Regions from separate parts of the Danio rerio genome. Here all the other regions are linked to region 3. The links are chromatin contacts, called in public HiChIP or PLAC-seq and Micro-C maps. All regions are on one chromosome and are shown on one strand. The core of a region is the stretch at or near the end of the contact, and the rest is flanking DNA. Distances in the headings are between cores, read along the strand shown.

Evidence for each region. A called contact is a pair of places that touch in the nucleus more often than the background predicts. HiChIP or PLAC-seq counts read pairs in DNA pulled down with a chosen protein or histone mark.
Region 1: an H3K4me3 HiChIP or PLAC-seq map of gastrula embryo shows a contact between it and region 3, with 5 times the contacts expected there. The contact joins the enhancer-like site here to the promoter of mycn in region 3. A contact is called at or near these places in 6 of 18 Hi-C or Micro-C datasets (caudal fin, embryo and an unstated tissue) and 3 of 4 datasets of contacts at active chromatin or transcription factors (caudal fin, embryo and gastrula embryo).
Region 2: a Micro-C map of caudal fin shows a contact between it and region 3, with 14 times the contacts expected there. The contact joins the enhancer-like site here to the promoter of mycn in region 3. A contact is called at or near these places in 4 of 18 Hi-C or Micro-C datasets (caudal fin, embryo and hematopoietic stem cells) and 3 of 4 datasets of contacts at active chromatin or transcription factors (caudal fin, embryo and gastrula embryo).

Annotation. Positions count from the first base shown.
Region 1 is chr20:36,288,451-36,293,295 of GRCz12tu, reverse strand. The region is part of intron 1 of LOC137488668 (a long non-coding RNA gene); the gene reads left to right. Among named protein-coding and RNA genes, the nearest start is that of smek1, 64 kb to the left of the region's middle. Within about 2 kb of position 3,420, at least 7 of the 62 cell types and tissues checked have an H3K27ac peak or open chromatin away from gene starts, as enhancers often do.
Region 2 is chr20:36,328,513-36,333,133 of GRCz12tu, reverse strand. No RefSeq gene overlaps it. Among named protein-coding and RNA genes, the nearest start is that of smek1, 24 kb to the left of the region's middle. Within about 2 kb of position 3,008, at least 37 of the 62 cell types and tissues checked have an H3K27ac peak or open chromatin away from gene starts, as enhancers often do. A contact at or near this core is called in caudal fin and gastrula embryo, where this site is marked.
Region 3 is chr20:36,158,561-36,163,392 of GRCz12tu, reverse strand. mycn (MYCN proto-oncogene, bHLH transcription factor) reads right to left here and starts at 1,838. Exons shown (of 3, transcript NM_212614.2): 1 at 1,719-1,838; 2 at 407-1,057. The coding sequence starts at 1,052. It overlaps LOC141379355 (a long non-coding RNA gene), which reads left to right. Exons shown (of 3, transcript XR_012395904.1): 2 at 2,403-2,510.

The DNA of each region.
Region 1 (4,845 bases), core at 2,171-4,670, 130 kb before region 3:
TTTATAAATCGTGTTTTGAATTTACGAATTGGATTTGTGTATTTTTGAATCGTGTTTTGAACTTATAAATTGGATTTGTGTATTTACATATTGTGTTTAGAAAAAATCACACTTTTTTAATTAAGCGTAATAAATCGCGATTAATTACATTTAAAAGACTGAAACTTGTAATTTTGGCTATTCAAATGTAAAATTAATGTAAATGCAAGACAAAACTATTTAAATTCAAATTATTTATTACAGAAATTAAAACACAGGCATGCTAATGCCATTTGAATTTCAAAACAATCAATGCCAATTAAGAAAAAAAAAAATTCCAAGTTGGATTCTAAGTGGACTGCAAAAAAAGGCCAAAATACAAGCATTGCAAATATGGAAAATGAAAAATTATAATAATAATAATAAAGTATTGAATACCAACAATTGTACTCATTGTAAAGTTGTACTGCTGTGAGTTGAGAACATTAATTATAAAGTAGAAACAATTTTGCTTAGCCCTCCTTTACATTTAGCCAGTTGCTAAAACCGTCCAGTCTGTTGACATTATCCGGGGACAATGTGGACCTTTTCTTTTGAAGGATGTGAGCTGAGAGTGCAACGCAATCTCATGGCAGTTCTTAACTTTTTGATTTAGTGGCTACGGACAATGATGTTTAGGCAGGTTTGTTGTGAAGAAACGCGCGAGTGCCCCCCTCCCCCCCCCCACCACACACACACACACACACACACACACACACACACACACATACACACACACACATACACACAAGGGGGAAACACGTCAACACGTCAAACCTAATAATACAATGGAGGGCGCATGCTGAAAGGCAGAGGAATGCGCTGTCTTTGAGAACTCGCAACTTCATCTGGCACTTTCTGAGTACATTTCCATGGACACCAATTCTCCGATTTTAATATGTTTAAGATAATACTCTTATTAAGAGTCTACCATGCAAGTAGTCATTTTTGAATATTTTAAAAGACCACCTAGTCATGAAATGTGGAGGTTTTTCTTTCCGTTCACCATGCGGTATCAAATTCCTTTAAAACAAAAGTCGAAAGTTAAAAATGAAACACGCAAAATTGCATAAAACTCTGGAGAAAACGCTGGATAGCCTGGTAATGTGACATTGATTGTTTTATACTGAAACTTGCCTTTAAAAAGTGCTTCCATGATCTTATCCATATTTCTTTGCATGTCGAACAAATGTCGGCCACAACAGGGAATAAAAAAAACTGCAACTGCGTTAATTGCTTTGATTTTTTAACGCGTTAAATGTTTCAAATTAATTGCATGCGTTAATGCAGGGGTTTTCAAACTGTGGGTCGCGACTCACTAGTGGGTCGCACAGTAAACAAAGGTGGGTCACGCAACGTCACATAGCTGCAGCTATATTTACATTGCGGTGAATCAAAACCAGTACGATTGACGGCAATAACTTAAAAACCTCTTACCCTAAAAATATCTAAGGTGTGTTTCCTACAAAAAGACAAAGCTGGTTATGTTTCACAGCTGTCTTTTTCTTTTTTTTCGCTCGACATTACGAGCACTGCTCCGTTTGAGCTCTCGCAATCTGCGTTTAGCCAGTAGACCTCGCACAGAGCGGAGCTCTCAGTAAGGGACCGTCGGAAAAGTGCTTATTTTTTTCTTTTCTTTTTTTGCTCCGTCCTGCGTGTTTTATTTTAAACACTACTAATTATGTCTTAAATGAGCACAAACCGTTACTAAAGTAGTCGAATGCTTCATTATAGATCTCTGCATTTTTACTTTTACACCTCTGCTATCAAACAAAACATAATGAGAGATTCATTTGCTGTTCTTCACTAAATAACTATAGTATCTTTAATCAATATGCAAATACAATTAAAAGTGAAATAGATTTTATAGTTTTATTTAATTTCTGGATAGGCCATTGATTTGAATAGGCTAAACCTTTTTTTTTGTCTATATTTTCTAATGTTTGCTATTTATTCTATCATTTGAAGCTATTTGTTGTCCCATGTTTTTTACATCCCAACGTTGACAGATTGCTAGTAAATAAATAGCTATAATGCTCTCTGTTAGTTTTGCATCAGCTAATGTTATGGAAGGGCATAGATGTTATGGAAAATAGTAATAGTAATTTAACTACCCCATCATTCCTTCCTCAAGCAAATGTGTTAATATTAGATCTATTCAACAATATCGTTAATTGCATTGGCATATTTATCTGACGTTTTCCCAGCTTGTAGTAGTCGATCAAAAAGCTATTTAGTTTCTTATGACTACACTAGCAGTGGAATTTACTGCAATGTGACGGGGCTTGATCATAATCCAGGGGCTTGATCAAAGGTTGATCATATTCTCTTTTAAAAAAAGAAGAGTACATTTTCAACAGAAAAATTACAGTTACAGCCAGCATCCCACAAAAAGCACTTCGAGTCTCATTTTGTGCATATCAAATTGCAAAATCCAAAAAGCTGCACACCATATATTTCGTGTTTTTTCATATATTCGTATTTTGAGCTCTAAAATTGAATTTGTGTATTTACGTACTGCGTTTAGAATTTAAAATTTGTATTTGTGTATTTATGAATCGTGTTTTGAATTTATGATTTGGATTTGTGTATTTATAAATCGTGTTTTGAATTTATGATTTGGATTTGTGTATTTATGAATCGTGTTTTGAGCTTATAATTTGGATTTGTGTATTTACGTACTGTGTTTAGAATTTACGAATTGGATTTTTGTTTTTATGAATCATGTTTTGAATTTATGATTTGGATTTGTGTATTTATGAATCGTGTTTTGAGCTTATAATTTGGATTTGTGTATTTACTTACTGTGTTTAGAATTTACGAATCGTATTTTTGTTTTTATGAATCGTGTCTTAAATTTATGATTTGGAATTGTGTGTATTTGAATTGTGTTTTGAACTTACAAATTGAATTTTGTAAATGTGAATTAAGCTGTGCATGTAGAAATTTTATTTTGTAAACGTCTTATTTTTGAGACTGATCTGGTTCCATATATAAATGCTTCTATTAAATTATCATTCATGCTTTAAATTCTACAAGCTTTTTTTTTTTTTTACAGTAAAGACATTTTCCTTTGGGTGAGAAAAATCGTTATAAGGTTAACATTTAGTTAACTTGATCATTGGAATTTTAGCATTATAGAAATTACCTAGCTCCTATGTCCATCTTTTGATCAAACACCTCAGAGAATTGTCTTATGATTTAGCTTTGCTGTACTGTACTGCATCATATATTGTAATCATATGCCTCCAGACTGTACATTACAAATGCACAGTCTAGTAATGTTGTTGAAGGACAGTAACAGTTGCACAGTGTGATGATAAGGAGTAAAATACTGTCACAGAAAAAGAGGGAGGAGCTCAGTTGTAGAGGAATGATGATCATCTGAGATGAGAGAGAGAGAGGTGTGGTCAAGTGACCTGCATTGTTACAAGCAGAATAAATCAGTCTGTTCAGTGTCTGCAGGGCTTCAGCGGTCTGGGATCTGGAGGGTGAATCTGTGCACAGACATATGTGTGTGTGTCTGCATGCTTTGTTTCAAGGTCACACTGCTCCCCCAGCTTGAAGGTTGAATTATGTAACCCAGATATTAATGCCTTCAGTGTATCTCTATTCTCTTTTCTGCATACTGGGAGACTGGCTGAAAATCAGCTGTATTCTTAAAGTAAAACTAATATTGTAGTAAATAAAATAAATATGTATCAATTTTTGTTCTAAGATTCTAAAAAAAATGATGAAACTAAAACTGAAAAAATATACTATTATTAAGAATTAGAATAATAACTATAGATATTAATGTTTAAAATACCTATAGTTAACCTACAATTGAAAATATAAAAAATAAAAGCTAATTAATTTTAAAAAGTTAAATAAATGATCAAAACTTGGCGTAAAATTCATAAAATTAATGTACAACAAAAAGAGAGGATTAAATAATTAAAAATGTCCAATAAAGGCTGTTAAAAATTACAAAAGTTACAATAAAAAAGCACCAAAAATAATAACTTTAATGAAAGATATTGTATAAACTGGGGCTGCACAATATATCGTTTCAGCATCGATATCGCAGTGTGTGCACTCGCAATAGTTCACATCATGAGTATCCACAATGTTGAGTTGGGAATTATAGTTGATCAACAATGAAGACTGCAGTGTTATTTAACATTTTACATCACATTTGATTATTCAATTACTGTACCAGAACTTCTTTCACCTTTAGTGGATGACTCTATTGTCCATCATTGAATCGGTTCTCTGCACTTCAATAACTGCTACCAAATCTGACCTCTGAAGACTACGTCGAATAGTTTGGGCTGCTGAGCAAATAACTAGTACAACCCTAATCATTTATTTTATATAGCACCTTTAAAACTTACTTTTCAAAGCTCTTTACACAAGATACGAGATACAAGAATAACAGAAACACAGTTGTCCAGAGGTTATACAAAATTATAGAAAAAATAAAACATGTCAGAAACATTATAAATATAAGAAAACAGATCACAAATACACATAAACCTTTACATGCATTTGAAAAAAACATTGCTTTGAAAAACCATGACATATATGTTTTATTAAAATCGATGTCATCAATAACAGAAGTTTTAATGTCATTCATTAGTTCAACTATTCTGTAATGAGGGAGTCAGTCACTACTGAACCTTTATATTCTTTAAAACACGTGTTATTCACTCACAGTTCTGAGGCCTGTTCTCCTCTTGACCCTGGTGTGCAACATTTTGACCTGTCAAAGTGTCTGGCAGGGGTGGCCCATAAACCAGCAGGGTGTCCAAAAAAACCCTTCACGTCTCCGCACACTTCAGCCCT
Region 2 (4,621 bases), core at 1,759-4,258, 170 kb before region 3:
AATAATTCAATACAGTGCTTCACTTCATTTTTAAATACAATAGAACTATGAAATTGTATGAATTCACATTTTAAAATGTAATAATTCTAAATAATGCTGCATTTGGTAATCAAATATTAATGCAATATTGCTGGGGTAGGCGATGTCTTTTAAAAAGAATAATAACATTTTAAAAAATCAAGTACCTCATGTTGTTGGCATGCTGTGAACATTTTATAACGTTTGTCCCTTAATTCTCATGTGTGAATCAAAACTTTGACTTGAAACATGTTCAGCCACCTCTCAATCATTGCCTGAATGCAATATGTTTTATCTTTGAAGAGATCATGCCCAAATAACCAACAGGCACATGTCAGTATCCTGGCACTTGATTTCCCTTTTAATTATAAATGTAACCGTGACAAATCAAGCCGCACAAATGAGTTCAGCTCATCAGCATCTGATGCCAGTCAAATCCAGCAGCGCCTGGCAGTTCCTCAAAGAAAAGCCACCGTGCCAGCATCAGTGTCTCCCTCTTCGTGTGTGGTGGTCTGTGCGCTTTATTTATTTGTTGAGAATTACTGGTCCTTTCCATTGGCACGTGGCAGTGCCAGTGGAGAGATTCTGCAGATGTGCTTTTGAAGTGAAGCCACCCAGCAGATACTGACATGGCTTTGGAAACAGAAAGGGTTGATGCTTTAACTGGTTTGTTTTCGACTGTCCTTGCTGAAAAGACTGACAAGCAGGAAAACCAGTAAGGGATTAATCTGGCTGATCTAGTTAACTAATGTGCTGTTGCAAGTTAAGAAGTCTAAGGAGGTCAATTATCTGGTTAAGTTCATGCCTGGTGACCTGTGTAAACCTGTTGCTTTAAAATAAATGAGTTAACTTTACATGAAAAAGTAAGAAAAATGTTGCTTTTAAAGCGATTAATTGACTAAAATGAGTAAACCTATGTATTTAAAATGATAATTAGACCTTAAAAGGTGAGTAGCCTGTGGGTTTTAAAACGATTAGTTGACTACTTAAAGTGAGCAAACCTGTTGCTTTAAAAGATATTAGTTGACTTTACTTAAAAAGTTAGTACCTGTTGCTTTTAAAACGATTAATTGACTTCAAGTTAAAAAATCTGTTGCTGATTAGTGACTTAAAAGAAAAAAGGGTGAAGAATAAGAAATAAACCCATCGCCTTAAAAGCAATTAGCTAACTTTAAAGGCAATTAACTTTAAAACCAATTGGTTACCTTTAAAAGTGATTAGCTAACTTTAAAAGCAATTAGCTAACTATAAAAGTAGACAGAGTAAACCCATTGCTTTTACAATGATTAGATTAGATTAGATTTAGATGATTAGTTGACTTTAAAAAAAGGTAGTAAACTTGTAGCTTTTAAGTGATTAGTTGATTTACTTAAAATAAGCCTATTTTTTATTATTATTAGTTGACTTAAACAAGTGAATAAACCTGTTGCTTTAAAAGAGATTAGCTGACTACTTGAAAATGTGAGAAACCCATTACTTTTAAAGCAACTAGTTGACTTAAATAAGTAAACCAGGTTGTTTTAAAGTGATTAGTTGACTTTAAGTTTTAAAACGATTGGTTGACTTTACTTAGGGACTAAACCTGTTACTTTAAAAGCGATTTTGACCTTACTTAATTACGTAAAAAAATGCACCTTAACAGTTCCAAGGTACAATGGGTTTATACCCACTTTTTAAAGTAAAGTCAACTTTTCTTGGCTTAGAGGCAACGGGTTACCAGCGGTGTAAGTTATTACAGTGTGATATCTGGAATCATGATGAAAACATTTGGATAGTAAATAGAATTTCATATTTCTCACATCACTTGTACAGAATGTGAATTATGACAATTTTCTAAGCTAATTCAAGCCATAAATATAAGCACAATATGTTTAAGAAATTAAATTTTTTTTACATTAAACTACATTATTACATTAAAGTGACGGTAAATACTTTTTTTACACATTAATTTAATCTAAAAATCTTTATAAACAATCAAGGTTTTAGCATTTGCGTTGAAAAAAATATGAGTTAAAATGGATCAAATATATAAAAGGTTTTCAATATTTAAATGATATGTAGGCTAACTATTTTGCGGCTGGAAGGCCATATGCTGCATAAAACATCCTAAAATAATAGGTGGTTCATTCTGCTGTGCTGACCCCTGATAATGCAGGGATTAAGTCAAAGGAAAGTGAGTAATTATATGTTGTTATGTCATGTTATGTGTTATGTTATTATGTTGGACAAACCAAACCGCTAAATATTTTTAAAAAGAATAAAAGTATGACGCACTGGTTTGGTTTGTTTTAAAAATCAAACAACTAAACCGACTAATTAGGATCTAAAGGAGCACTTGGTAATTAAAGACAGGTGTGTTTGATCAAGGTTGCAGCTGAACTCTGCAGAAAGGTATATCTTCAGGAGCAGGATTGAGCCCCCGTTTTATAATGTAGGCTACATTTAAATTCTATGGAATAGGTTTATAAAATTATGCTAAAGTGAACTATTATTTATATTCTAGATAAATTGTACACATTTAAAGCCAATATTTTATACTAGTATATGGTAACTAATTACAGCTGTTTGAAACATGACATCTTGCTTTCAAAAACTTTACGTTTAGAGCGGAGTGTTTCCTGCACTACTCGAGTCCCTCCAACAGAGGGCGCGCGGCCTCCACTCTTTTCCCCCTGTCCCACGAGAACGGCTTTTGTGACAGATTGTAGAATCGTTTAGAGGCAGTAAAGTCTGGCGAGCAGGAAATCATCCGCGTCTCTCGACGAGGTTGTCAAAACAGCCGCACAATGTGCACTTTCATGTGCACAACTGGACCCTGTCGCCCCGACCGACAATCGCTTGTGTTCGCTGCACAAAGTGGCCTCTGTGTCGGCCGGGGCTCCTCCTTTGGCCCGGCGGCCGCTGTGGAGGTGATCGGGGGCCGCGTTCAGCATAGCGTGTCTGTTTGTGTGATTAATCACCGTGTAAAACTCCAGCGTATCCGTTTCGGTGGGAGCGAGGAGCCACGGGCGCCTCTCCGTTTATGCGTCATTGTGTCTAACGGTGCCCGGTAGCCGAGAGAGAGCAGAGGGCAAAAGTTTGAGCATATGGTTGAGATTAAGGCGCTAAAGAAACTGACTGATTCACATGATTGGGATTTGTTTTATTTTGAGTTCGCCTGATTACTGAATAAACGTCTTAAAAGTGATTGATCTTTTTTTAGGGGGGAATATAGGCCTATTCACTGAAGCCTTTTGTTCGCTTTAGCATGGTCCCCCAAGCGTTACTCCACATCCAGTGATAGTTGCATCCTTCATGTGTTTATATATTTGGTCCGTTTGGTTTGCGCATGCTGCCGACGTGAATGTAGATTCTGAAAGGGATGTCATCTCTTGTAAGTTGCTATCTTCTGGAAATCATGATGCATTTTTGCAGTAAATACAGTAGCCTATGCTTTTTTCTGCAAGAGTAGAGAAAGTTTATTCAATTCAATTAATCTTTATTTCTAGATCGCTTTTACAATGTAAATTGTGTCAAAGCAGCTCAACATAGCAATTCAAGTGAATTGAAGCTCTCAGTCCAGTTTTCTGTATTATCACAATACAGAATATTTATTTTACAAAACGTCCAGTTACATTTGAGTAAACTATGCAGAATGCTTTATATGTCCTATAATACAGCACACACTTTTGTATTTGTACAGGTAGAGTAACAAAGTCTTTAAGTGTTTATGGCACATCATCTGAATTGCTCTTCTTGTAAATGATTAAAATAGTGAACTTTTCAGAAAATACCAGCTGATTCAAATGTTATCACTCGATTAAATGAGCGTTATCAGCTGATAGATATGGGGCAGTAGGGGCCGTCTGCGCCTACTAGGCTCAAGGCTGTTGTTATCTTCCACATAGTTAATCAGCTATAGATCACATACGGCTGCGGATGGAAGTTATAGAGGATTATTTATATTATTTATTGATTTTTCCATTAATTGTGTTTTATTAATGTCTAAAACCCAACCATCACAGTAATGTAAAAAAGCAATATTGATCTGGAGTTTTCTCTATTAGTATAGCTAATTAACCATGTGGATGGATAACAACCTTCTGAGCCTACTAGTAGGTGGCGAAAGCCCCTACTGGCCCATATCCATCGGCTGATATTGGTTATTCAATCGAGTGATAACATTTGAAGTGGGTGAAAATGTACTTGTCAAAGATTTCAATTAATTATATAAAAAAGATGTCCTTTTTTGCCCACCAAGGTGCATTTATGCATTACGAACTGTATTTTTCAGAAACATTATCACAATTCAATATTATTTTTTTAAGTCAATGACAACTATTAACTTGTTACTAACATTTTTCAAAACATTGTTTGTGTTCAACAGATGAAAGAAACTTACGTCATTTTGGAACACACTGGTGCTGGATAAATAGTAAGTACATTTTCATTTTTTAGGAGTGCTATGGCTTTAGTGTTTTGTGTCTTCAAAGAGGCAGTTGTCATCAACCGACTATACAGTTTTAGACTAATTGAAAAGTATTTCAACTCAGACTTTCTGACTTGTAGATTGTTTATAGCTTCAGCCTTTTATTTCTGGCAGTTCTGATGAAAGTACATTTAT
Region 3 (4,832 bases), core at 589-3,088:
TCAGTCAAATGTCTAGGCATAATAGACAACATCAAATATTACCGCCATCTACTGGGTATGCAGACAAAGTATTACATAAACTCCCCATCACCGCCCACTACTACTACTGTGTGTGTGTGTGTGCGCGCGCGGGCGCGTGTGTGTGACCGACAGTCTGGAATGTCACACACTAATCCGATTCAGGGTCTGTCATATGATCTTCAACAATTACCCCAATGACCACTTACAAACTAGGCCAAACTATAAAATGCCAAACTGTTTAGCATCATCATCAACATCAGGCTATTAAAACAAGGGACTATGATAAGATATTAAATCTATTTGATTATTATAAACCAAGTTGTAAATACAGAATGAGAAAAGCGTTGACATTAGTGAATGATTTTAATTGTCAGGAGATTCTTACCAGAGTCGCTCGGAGTCTCGCCTGCACTGACTTGAGGCAATTGTTGGCTCCTCAGTTGTGTCACACTTTGGCTGCTGCTGCTCCCGTTTCTTTTGTTGACTGGATAAGGGAAAACCACGGTAGGGTCCACACACTCCGGTATAGAGTGGCTCACTTCGGGCGCTTTGACTGTCGTGTCTTTACCGGCTTCAGTACAGGTTGGAGTAGGAACGACTTTGCCGAGTTTCTCATTCACAACCCGCTCCAGTTTCTCTCGCGCCGAGAAGCCGCTCCACATGCAGTCCTGAATGATGATGGAATTGTCCGTAGTATCCAAAACGGAGCCAAAGAGGTCCCCGTCCGACGCCCCCCAAATGTCGTCTCCCGGTAAAAGCAGAAGCTCGGAAGCCCAGTCCAACGGGTCGGTTAATCCAAAGCCCATCAGCGAGCAATCCCCAGCCACCGCGCCCAGCTCCCCCGGGTCCCCTGGAAGCGCTGCCCGGCTCGGGGACAGAGGAGGAGTGGGCAGCAGCTCGAATTTCTTCCAGATGTCCTCACCAGGCGGTGCGGCGTCTGGTCTGCAGAAGTAGAAGTCATCCTCGTCCGGGTAGAAACACGGCTGCAAGGAGTCAAACTCCAGATCTGAGCTCATGGTTTTAGCTGGCATTCTCCCTGTGAAAGACACAAACTGATGTGTTAGAATAAGCTTGCAAAATGAAAGCTTCCCTCCAGCAAAAAGGCAAGCACAGCATCTTTTGTTATTAATGACTCTCACTGTTTTTTTTTTTTACCTGCCGTCTCACAGTGTGACACTGTTCTTTAACTTGATAAGATAAACTTTTAATTTTTATTACAGCATTAAAAAAGCTTTTTAAACATAACAACTTGCACAGATCTGTAATAATTATGATAATAATAATATATTTTATTAATAAATACAAATAGCTGATTGCTATTGGTGACTATAACAATAATGCAAACATATGCATTAAAATGCAATTGCCGTTTAGTTAAATAGCTAATCATTTTAGAATTATAAAGTATATTTTATTCTAACAAAGACATTTGGTGATAACATGCAAAAATATAGCCTACATATTAGCTACTTTGTTGTACGGTAGACTCAAAAGAAAAAAAAGACTAAGTCAGAGATGTCTTTGAAGTGTCCTTTACATTGTTTATTGTGATAGCGCTCATTAACTCACTTAAACTTTGGACCAGCACGAGACACAAACTCTTTCAAATGCAGGTCAGTCACAGACAGGTAAATAATCTTACGCGTGAATGAAACCAGCTATAGTTTAAGTGACTCTATAAGACCTGAGCGTCTTACCTCTTGTTTTTTCCTGTTTTTCTTGTCCCTTCTTTATCGCAGTCACTGTGCCTCCCGTTTGGAGTCGCACATCTACCGCGGCGACTGAAGACTGTTCTGCGCCTCTGTGTTTCGGGCTGTGAAGTATTATTCTAGCTGCTCGCGTTTAGGAGATGTTGACCCCTCCCCCAGTGGGCGGGGCGCAAGTGAGGTATTTGCATCTGTGTGGCATTTGATGTGTGATTTTTGTTTTTGAAGGGGCATCAGATTGGGATGTCCAAGTTGTTTAATTTGCTGGTAATAAAGGAATATGTCACATACACATATTAAGTCATCCCCATGTTACAAAGCTCGCATAATAATAGGCCTAATATTATTATAATTTTTTTAAAGAAATGCAAAAAGAGATTGCGTAGAAAACAATAAAAGTAGGCTTTAAACAGTCCAATCACTATTTTTTCCCCCAAAATATAAAACAAGAACTACAAGATGGTAATATTTTGGCATAATGGAGCTTATAAGGTATTGAGGAAGGCCTGGGTAATTTTTAATTGAATTTTAACTTAATGGTTGAAATATGTCAGTATGATGCTTTTACTTTTTTGTGTTGCTCATAATATAAAAGCTGTTAAGCACAGTAAAACACGACGAAGTGTGCTGTGAATGAATCAGAGCGAGTCAGCAGCATCTCTCCTCATTGTTCAGGTCAGTGAGGTAACGGCCGATCCGCATATCATCACCGACTCAACTCTGCCGCCACGTGGACACTGGACGATCACGCAATGCGCCAGTCTGTTTACATTCGGAAACGAGGTATGTTTTGTGTTGCTGCTCACTCAAAACGTCTTATCAGTAAGCTCTCCATATAAACACTTTACAGTAGATAGTGTTGATTTACTTCTAACGAGAGAGCTGTATGAAGGAGGAGATACTGTTACGCAGCATGCTCTTGTTTACTCAGTGTTTGAACCCATGGAGTTTTGACGCCACGCTCTGGTTTAGTGGACTGATTTCAGGCCTTTGGAAATTATACATGAGTCAAAACAATGCTCAAATAATATTAATATAATTAAATTACATAATAGTTTTTAAGCTATAGCACAATAGCTCAAAAATGGGTAAATATTGGATTATTATTGCACCTTTAAATTAAATGAAGTTGTCTCATTTAGTTTTTGGAATTTTGAAGCTGTTTTTAATATATATAAAATGTTTTTAATTTTTATTCATCTGATACATTAGTCATAATTACATTGGTTAATCTCATAAATATTAACAAAATGTGGTGACTTGATTGTCACATTTATTTTAAATACACACACAAACAGTTTTTAGCCAGCAAACAAATTCGGGTACAGTTCTGCATAACTAAGACACATGTTGAAAGTACATGATGTCACAAGATGCAACCATAAAAAGGGCAGAATACCTGGTTTTTCTTGTTATTTTTGCAGTGCTGCTCATTATAGTTCACCTAGTTCACTTAGTCACACTCACATACTGTGTATTGTAATTGTAGTGTGAGAGAAACTCTTACAATTGCAAGTCAAGCTGTTTAAAAAAAGCCTTCAAAATGTCCCAAGATTATTTGTAAAAATCTTTCTTTACTCAAATAAGATAATTTAAATTCTAACGCTTTTTAAGCTGTGTTTGAAATCAGCTTTGCAGCTGGAATGCCATCCGCTGCATTACACATATGCCAGAGTAGTTGGTGGTTCATTTAATTGTGTTGACCCCTGATAAATCAGGATAGTGAGTGAGTGAAACCAGCTTATAAACCAACTCCAAAGTCAAGCGGCCTTGACTCAAAATCTTATCTATTGAGACAAAACTCCCGTGATCACATCCCCATGTGACATCTAGCCCAGACCACCGCTATTATATAGACTTGAAGACTTGTGCATCACTTGCTTCTCTTATGAAAACAGATTGCTGTGGGAACTCTTGACAGAAATACACAGACCATAAGAGACGGTTTGGGATTTGAAGCGCTCCTCCAGAGCCCAATCTTTAGAGCTCAGCTCAGGAAGAGCTTCCTGTGTGAAAGTGAGGGGGAGTGGGAAACTGAATACTTTTGTCACAAAGTGAACGTCTGCTTCTGTCACTCAGCGTTCGATTTGTCTGCGGAAGACTATGTTTGCTTGAGTCAGATTTGCATACTTTTCTTGTTATAAATTTGCAAGTGAAAACATAAAGGTGATTCACGGAATTTCCTTCAAGCATTTCAATGGCTTTCAGCGCAAGTCGCTCGTGATAATGGCTTGATATTTGGCTGGTGTATTTGTTATTCCATTAAAAATCAAAACACTTAAAATTTCCAGTGTTACACGCTCACTCCAGATGCCAGAGAGAGAGAGAGAGAGAGAGAGATTGTGTGTGTGTGTGTGTGTGTGTGTGTGTGTGTGTGTGTGTGTGTGTGTGTGTGTGTGTGTGTGTGTGTGTGTGTTCATGTTTTCCTGTCTTACTGAAGCAGTGGGTGGAGTAGAGTATGGATGGTTAAGCAATTGGGCCAGTTTGGATAAAACATTCATATTTAGAGAAAATACAAAAGCACAGCATAAAGCCTCAATGACAACACGCTGGGAGACAATGAGTGCACGTAGGCCAGGACATCAATAGTGCACACGATCGGAAGTCAGGCCCGGGCGCCTGGTATGTTGAAAAAAAACAAAATGTGCAGGTTTACTGCTTCAGAGGTGTCAGAGGTACATTTTTGTTAGTTCTGCATACTTTCATAAAGTTATTGCTCTTTAAATATACAGTTGAAATCAAAATTATTAGCCCCTCTGTTTATTTTTTCCCCCATTTTCTGTGTAACAGAGAGAATAACTCATTTCTGTAAACTGAATTCTTTTATCTTTACCATGATGACAGTACACAATATTTGTCTAGATATTTTTCAAAACTCTTCTATACAGCTTAAAGTGACGTTTAAAGGCTTAACTAGGTTAATTAGGTTAAGTTAGGGTAATCAGACAAATTATTTTATATCGATGGTTTTTTCTGCTGACAATTGAAAAAAAAATTGATTAAAGAGGCTTATAATTTTGACTTTAAAATGTTTATTAAAAAAATAAAAGCTGCTTTTATTCTAGCCGATATAAAACAAATAATACTTTCTTCAGAAGACAATAT